2 separate regions of the Mus musculus genome follow, and region 1 is linked to region 2. A link is a contact called in public HiChIP or PLAC-seq data. All regions are on one chromosome and are shown on one strand. The core of a region is the stretch at or near the end of the contact, and the rest is flanking DNA. Distances in the headings are between cores, read along the strand shown. Region 1 has its middle 14 kb from the start of Gm34765. Region 2 holds the start of Asic1 (acid-sensing (proton-gated) ion channel 1).

The links. HiChIP or PLAC-seq counts read pairs in DNA pulled down with a chosen protein or histone mark.
Region 1: a contact with region 2 is called in an H3K4me3 HiChIP or PLAC-seq map of forebrain, with 2.9 times the contacts expected there. The contact joins the enhancer-like site here to the promoter of Asic1 in region 2. A contact is called at or near these places in 19 of 39 promoter capture datasets (the C10 cell line, the HPC-7 cell line, Sertoli cells and 13 more), 2 of 15 datasets of contacts at CTCF or cohesin (CD8 T cells and the NIH/3T3 cell line), 35 of 484 Hi-C or Micro-C datasets (2-cell embryo, 8-cell embryo, the C2C12 cell line and 26 more), 23 of 115 datasets of contacts at active chromatin or transcription factors (PVALB interneurons, bone marrow-derived dendritic cells, craniofacial prominence and 15 more) and 4 of 9 other capture datasets (adipose tissue, liver, macrophages and 1 more).

The regions. Positions count from the first base shown.
Region 1 is chr15:99,613,248-99,616,869 of GRCm38.p6, reverse strand. No RefSeq gene overlaps it. Among named protein-coding and RNA genes, the nearest start is that of Gm34765, 14 kb to the right of the region's middle. Within about 2 kb of position 1,984, at least 67 of the 459 cell types and tissues checked have an H3K27ac peak or open chromatin away from gene starts, as enhancers often do. A contact at or near this core is called in the C2C12 cell line, the HL-1 cell line, the MC38 cell line and 10 more, where this site is marked.
Region 2 is chr15:99,668,715-99,672,420 of GRCm38.p6, reverse strand. Asic1 (acid-sensing (proton-gated) ion channel 1) reads right to left here and starts at 2,044. Exons shown (of 12, transcript NM_009597.2): 1 at 1,527-2,044; 2 at 260-637. The coding sequence starts at 621. Gm34880 (a long non-coding RNA gene) reads left to right here and starts at 2,565. Exons shown (of 4, transcript XR_875662.3): 1 at 2,565-3,013; 2 at 3,672-3,706.

The DNA of each region.
Region 1 (3,622 bases), core at 735-3,234, 55 kb after region 2:
AGATAGTAAATGGGCAAAGCTAGCATGGAAGCACAAGCCTAGGACTCTAGCATCCTACCTGAGATAGTGAGTTCTGGGCAACTTAGTGAGACCATTTGTGAAATTCTCAAATTCTCAGGAACGGCTGGGGGTACAACTCAGTGGGAGAGTGCTTGAGTAGCATGCGAGAGAACTGCAGACAAAACCAAGGTAAAGTTGACTGCAAAGTAAAGGACGGACTGGAAAGATGGCTCAGTGATTAACAAAACTGGCTGCTCTTCCAGAGGACACCAGGCTTGATTCCCAGCATCTACACAGCAGCTTGCAACTCCTGTTCCAGGAGATCCACCTGGTTTCCATGTGGTGCTCAGACACACTTGCCAACAAACCCATGTATGTTAAACGGACAAACACAAAGCTATAATAAGTGGTTAGAAATCATTTGTATTCTGGAGTTTTATGTTCTCATCATTATAAGAACTTATTTGAAGGGCTGGCGAGATGGCTCCGTGGTTAAGAGCACTGACTGCTCTTCTGAAGGTCCTGAGTTCAAATCCCAGCAACCGCATGATGGCTCACAACCATCCCTAATGAGATCTGACACCCTCTTCTGGTGCATCTGAAGACAGCTACAGTGTACTTATGTATAATAATAAATAAATCTTTGGGCCAGAGCAGCAGGGACTGAGGGAGCAGGGTTGACCAGAGCAAACAGAGGTCCTAGAAATTCAATCCCCAACAACCACATGAAGGCTCACAACCATCTGTACAGCTACAGTGTACTCATATACATAAAATAAATCTTTATTTTTTGTTTTGTTTTTTTTTTGAGACAGGGCTTCTCTGTGTAGCCCTGGCTGTCCTGGAACTCACTGTATAGACCAGGCTGGCCTTGAACTCAGAAATCCACCTGCCTCTGCCTTCCAAGTGCTGGGACTAAAGGTGTGCACCACCACCGCTCAACAAAATAAACTTAGAACTTAGTTGGGGCTAGATCTCCCTGTCAAAGGGATGCCACCATGCCCAGCTTTGTAAGTGACTCCACTGAGATCTCTGTGTAAATACAGTTTGCATTCTAGAGCAGAAAGAGTTGGGGGGACAGGCACACTGCAGGCAGGGGACTGGGGCAGACTTCCTGCTGGGTGGGACGTTGCTCAACAGTGTGGAGGACTCGGTGGTCCTGGGAAGTTTTCTGTGTGGAAGGAGGAGAACAGGTATGCGCGTGCGAGGTTGTCCTCTTTCTGTGAGGCCACCCGTGCGGAGCCTCTGTGCCATGAAGCTCCAAGCCAAAGACAGACAAGCCTGAGCCGAACTATCAGCCAGCTTTGAGGAACATGTCAAGGGATTAGCTCCCTGGCTTTCCCTCTGAGTGGCATTAGCTCTCACTCCGACTCATGTTTACCATCTGGCTCTGAGTAAGAAGTCTTGGAGTGATCTCTCCAGCAGCCTGAGCTGTGCCAGGCCTTTCTGAGGCTCTTCAGCCTTCCCCCTCGTCAACCCCGGGGCCCAGTGCTCTCCACGGAGTTGTGTCCACGTGTCTGCATGCCTGGGATCAGAAGAATTTGTTAGACTTCCGAGAGGGGGAAAATGAACTTCCAGCCCATGGAGTCCATGTGGTTAATGGTCCAAAGTCTTTCTGTTGTCAAAACTAACAAGTGACCTTGTCCTTAGGTGAGTTGTTCCTACTACAGAGGACATTCTGCCTGTGCGATGATACGCTCAGAATGCAGTAGCTAGAGAGATACAAAGGGGCTGGGATTTTTCTTTGGAAAGTGAGGCGTAGGGGTGTGTGTGTGTGGGGGGGGGGTGCTTGAATAAAGTACCGCCTTTCCTCCCAGGGAGCTGGCTGCTCTCCCCTCCTGGGCTAATGTGCACTGACGAGGGCTAAACGGGAGGATGCTTCTGGATAGCATCCAGCCCCTCAGCAGAGCAGCCACATTGGAGATACAGCTGCTGGCATTAAAGGGCTAAGCCCTTTCCAGCTGCTTTGCTTTAACGGGGAACCTCCCGCGGCCGGCGGCTTAAGGGAGCCGTCTTAACTGGGTTAGAGGAAATGACTAATCTGTGCATCTTCTCACGAGGCTGCTCGGAGGCTCCAGGAAAGATAACCTGGTGGGGTGGGAAGTGGCTGGATAATGGTGTTAGAGAGCTAGGCTATTATTGTCTCAGAATTGCGGTCCTGGGAGTGCCAGAGCTGAGCCGTGCCATGAAGTAGATTTAGATGCCCAAGTTCTCTAGCCCACAGCAGTTGCTGTCCCCTTACCGGCTCCACTCCCCAGTTCCTGGGAAAACTCAGACTCTGACAAAGGTACAAACAGATACGTGAAGGTAAAGACTAGCAACGCTTCTCCAAGGGTGAAGGAGGCAGGAGGAGGCCCCAGCACGATGCCAAAGGGTGAAAAGAGAAGACGAGGGAGGTTGCACAGACGTGTGACGAAAGCTGGGCAGGGACAACCAAGGCGGTGGAGCTGGCAAGGGCCAGCCGGACATCATCTGCTATGCTTCAGGCATCACGCTGGCTCCAGAGAGGTCCAGCGTGCTCCAGCACTGACTTGATGGAGACTTGACAGACGTGTGACAGGGACAGAGTGGCTCGAGTGCATAAGCCCACATCAGGTATTCGAGAAGGCCTGGGCATGCACCTAAACCATAGGCGCTGAGTGTGGAAGGGTCTTCCACCCTCTTGACACTTTAGACAAGGAGCAGCCATGTTGATGAGAATGCACTGGATGTCTTGAGAAGGAGCACCCGACAGCTCACCAGCCACAGAAGAGCAGCATAGCCTTGGGTGAGGTGCTGAGGGCCCAGGAGATGGCACTGCAGCCCCCTCCCCAGTGCCCACCGTCGTAAAAATGGGAGAAGGGCTGGGACTACTTTCCCACCTCCCTCAAACCTTGCTCCCCTGTCCTCAGGCTTCTTCCCAGACTTAGAAAGCAAGATCTCCCTTCCCTCTCCTCCGCACAGCCGCCTGCAGGGCAAGACAGGAGTCAGCAGTGTGGCTGGCCGAACTTGCTCCAACCCAACCCTGAGTAGGTCTACAGCTCTGCTGCTGTGGGCCATGCGTGGAAAGGAGGATGGGGAGGAGACTGGAGCTTCCCTGGTTCTCCGCATGGCTTGGGCTTCTCCCGCAGTGGAGGATTCCCTTCTTTTGCTGTCCCCTGGGCTATTCCACCCCAGTGTCACACTCTGTCCACCACAGTGGCAATGGTCTGGCTGTCTGCTTGGAGTTCCAAATGTGGAGGGTGCTCCCCCTTCTTCTTGTCTGTTTACGGTGCTCCCTCTTTCTCTTTGGGTGTTCCGGCTTTGTGCTCACCAGAGAAAAGTTTACAGACAATAAAGTGGAAATATTCTGCTATGAAAAAAAAAAAGGATACGGCTCCAACTTGGCATGGCTTGTGTTTTGTCTGGCCTTGGTGATCCCAAGGCATAGTCTGGATAACCTAAAAGCTGGCATTGTAAGAGACGGGGAGTGGGAAAGGGTAGGGAGCTGATGGCCATTGCTCTGAGAGGAAGGGAGACTTGAGGCTCTCCTGATTTAAGCCCCTGTTTAAAGACCTAAGATTTGAAGGAGAAACAATCATGTTATTGATTGTGAGATGTGCTTTAAAAACACCTGACTAACACCTAGGATACTCAGGGCATC
Region 2 (3,706 bases), core at 795-3,294:
ATAGTACCAGGAGGTAGGTGATGCTCTCTGGGGAAAGAGCTAACATCTCCTAGCTCAGGCTGGGTGGGGACAGAGCTGTTTTGACCTAAGCTGGAATCAGAGATTGTGTGTAGGTAACTGGTACTGGCATGATCTCAGCCCCTCCGCCTTGAGCGGCAGGTTTAAAGGAATGCTAGAGGGCAGAGCTGTTTGACTTTTGGTGGGCTAAGGACGGTGTTACTCCACAAGTCATGCGGAGGGGTGGATGGGAGCTGCCCACCTGTTGTTGAGCAGGGCCAGCAGTTCCCCAGCATGGTACAGGTCATTCTTGGAGACTTGGCTAAAGCGAAACTCATTGAGGTTGCAGAGAGTGACGGCAGGGAAGGTGAGCTGGGAGGCAGCCACCTCGTCGAGCTTGGTGACGTGGTGGTAGCAGAAGTAGTACTGCACACGCTCAGTGCACACACACAGCAGGACGGCCAGCGAACCCAGGAAACACAGGGCCCACAGTGCCCGCTTCAGAGACAGCCGCTCATAGGAGAAGATGTGGGCAAGACCGTGCAGCGTGGAGCTGCTGGCAAAAGCCTGGATGCTCACCGGCTGGACACCACCCACCTCCTCCTCCTCGGTCTTCAGTTCCATGCTTGCCAAGGGGATCCTAGAGGGAGGAAAGAGGAGACAAGACTCTGTCATTGTCCTGAGATGAAGGCGCATATAGGGCCCCTCCAATTATGTCCATTCAAAATCCTTAACCGGAGGTCACTGCTTGTCCAAGGGAAGACTTCCCTGACATGCAGGCTCCAAAGGTGGCTTGAACGAGGGACCATCCAAGATGACAGTCATTAAAACATAGAGGCTTGGAGGGGGGGGTCAGCTCGGGTCGAGAGAATGGTCTGCAAGCTTCCCAGACTATGGGGGACCCCAGATACAGCCACTAGAGTGAAGGAGGGAAGTCCCTGATGCACCCACAGGCAGGCATGGGAGTTCCCTCCAGATGTGAGGTCACTCTGGGACAGGAATATCTACCCCAGCCAAGATCAAACTCCCCATAATGGGCTGAACCAGGGGTCAGGGGCTCTTCTCTTGATCAAGGGTATCCCCAGGAACAGGCTGTCACCTCAGGAGCTAAACCAGGGCCACCTCTCCGGAGGTGGGCACATCTGGGGAGGGGCCCTGCCTGTATCCTCACCTTCTGTGTCTCCAGTTCTCAAACAAGCACAGGCATAGGCGCAGGCTGTGTGTGTATGTGTGTGTGTGTGTGTGTGTGTGTGTGTGTGTGTGTGTTTGGGAGAGGATGGTAGGCTGCCTGAGGTGGATGTAGGAATGGGGGGGGGGGGCGCGGTTCCCTATGACAGCCAGTTATCCCCGCCCCGAACGCACCCCCTCCAGTCCAGCTTCTCGTCGCAGTCATATTCCCGGCTCGGCCCCCCGCCCCCTCCCCATCCGCCGAGCCTCCCCAGAAGCTGGAGAAAGCTACAGTGGAGGAGAGTCTCGGCTTTGGGGCACCAGGAAGCCCGGGGCCCAAGGCAGCGGGGTCGGAAACCCACCTGAGGGGGCTGGGGAAAGCCGGCCGCCGCTGCAGGTCCTGGGGCGCGAGGCGGTCCGTGGGCTCAGCGCCGCGCGGCGGAGGGGCTCATGGCCCGGAGCCCGAGCCGCCGGCTGCCGCGGCACCCGCGTAGAGCCCTGCAGGGAGCGGCCCGCTCGGCCAGCTCGGCTCAGCTCGGTCCGCCGCCCGCGCGCGCTTGCTCGCTCGGCTTGGTCCGCCCGGGGCTCGGCGCGCTGGCGCTGCGCGGTGCTCTCAGCCCCGGGATCTGCAGGGATCCATCGTCCGGCCGGGAGGCGGCGGGAGGGGAGGAGGAGGGGAAAGGGTGCGCGTGCGCGCCTACGAGTGTCTGCGAGGGTGTCTCTGGGCCGGTGTGCGCGGGGGGCCCCCGGCCCGGGAGCGGAACCGAGGGCTCCCCCCGCTGGCTCGCCTCCTCCCGCCGCTCTCAGCAGAGCTGCCTCGTTCGGATCCCGGAGCCGGCTCCGCTCTCTGCTTGCGAGGCCCTGTGGCTTGTGTGTGTGTGCGCGTGTGTGTGCGTGTGTGACTATGGGGTGTGTGTGTGTGCACGCGCACGTGTGCGCGCAGGAAGGAGGGTGTCTGCCCCCAGCGTCCCCCTCCCCACGTTGTCTCCTTCGGATCGAAGCTCCTGCTTCTTGCTGCTGCTGCTTCCTCTGATGGCACATGCACACGTGTACACACACACACACACACACACACACACACTCCGAGTCACAGTCACACTTGACTGATTCAAGCATTTGCCTGTGTGGAGATACAGGCACATTCAGACCGGAGTCTTACCTTGCCACTCAGCCATCCACACATCACATACACCTACACATCCCTGAAGCCTGACCCTCACACGAGCACTTACCTGTTTGTACACATTCACTCACCTGCTCTTATTCCTGCTTCCCACCTTCATGTGACCCACACACATGCACATATATAAATACCCTTGGCCACCCAGACCCCATTTGTATATCAGTGGATTTCTTAAGCAGCCCGTGTGCAAGTGCCTCATTGGCAGATCTATAAAGCAGAGAGGAACAGAGAGAAGAAAAGAGACATGGCCAGAAGTGAGGGCAGATGGGGCAGAAGTAGGGAAAAAGAAAAAGATACAAAATGAAGGCTGCAAGGAGGAGTGTGTTCTGGGATGGACCAGAAATCTGAGTCCTGAAACCTGGAGGCTGCTCCTGTAGCTGTCACCTCTCTCCTTCCCTCCCTCTTTCTTTCTCCGAGGCCTTGGGGGGGGGGCCCTCCCTATCCAATTAGCAGAGAAGGAGCAATCAAGGGGAAGTTGTTAATTTGCTGATGCTCATTAGGAGCTCTTAACACAGAGGCTGTTGAGGTCTGATGGTGTCAGATGATGGTGTGGTGTGTGTGTGTGTGTGTGTGTGTGTGTGTGTGTGTGTGATGCAAGATCAGAATTATATCCATTGCAGCTCCTTTGCTCCACTTACAGGCTGGTGAAGCTCTGAGAGAAGGAAGGTGAGAAGCAGGTCTCAGGGACATGGTTCTGGGTTTGAGTTTGAGGAATGAACCTGACATAGAGGGAAGAAGCTGATGAGAATTTGTGAGGGGTTGGGAGTAAGAGGTACCCTAGAAACCAGTGAAGATGTCTCTCCAGGGATAGGGGTTTAGGTCTGGTGAGAGATTGAGGTCCATTCAGCAGGACCCAGAGCGCCAAGCTGCCAAAATAAAGATAGTATCTCGCCTTCCGGCTGGGGAGCTGTCCAACGGCACAAGCGCTGCTGGTGGGCTGCCATGCCCCTGGGCAGCCACCAGGTGACAGCACTCTCTCGGATACTTAAACTCCACTTAAAGGGCAATGGGGGAGGCGGCCTGTGAAACTAGGAATTACTCTAGGAGGGTCGCAAACGGGGTTTAAGTGATGATTCTAGCCCTGGGTCTAGTCTGGTTCCAGGCTCTCCAATGTCCTCGGGGGAGGGGAGGACCATCTTGGAACATCTGTAACATCTTTGCAAACCCCACAAGCTGAGCGACACGTGGAGCCTCTTCTAATGGCTGCAAATTGCTTCAATCACCTGGGATGTTACCGAGGGAGCAGGGAGCAGCGTGGGTGGAGGGAAGGAAGGTGATGAGGTGAGGTGGCGGCAGGCGAGGACTGATTGAGGCCAATGAACAGCCGCAGGAGTAGTCCGGGGAAAGATAAAAGGCATG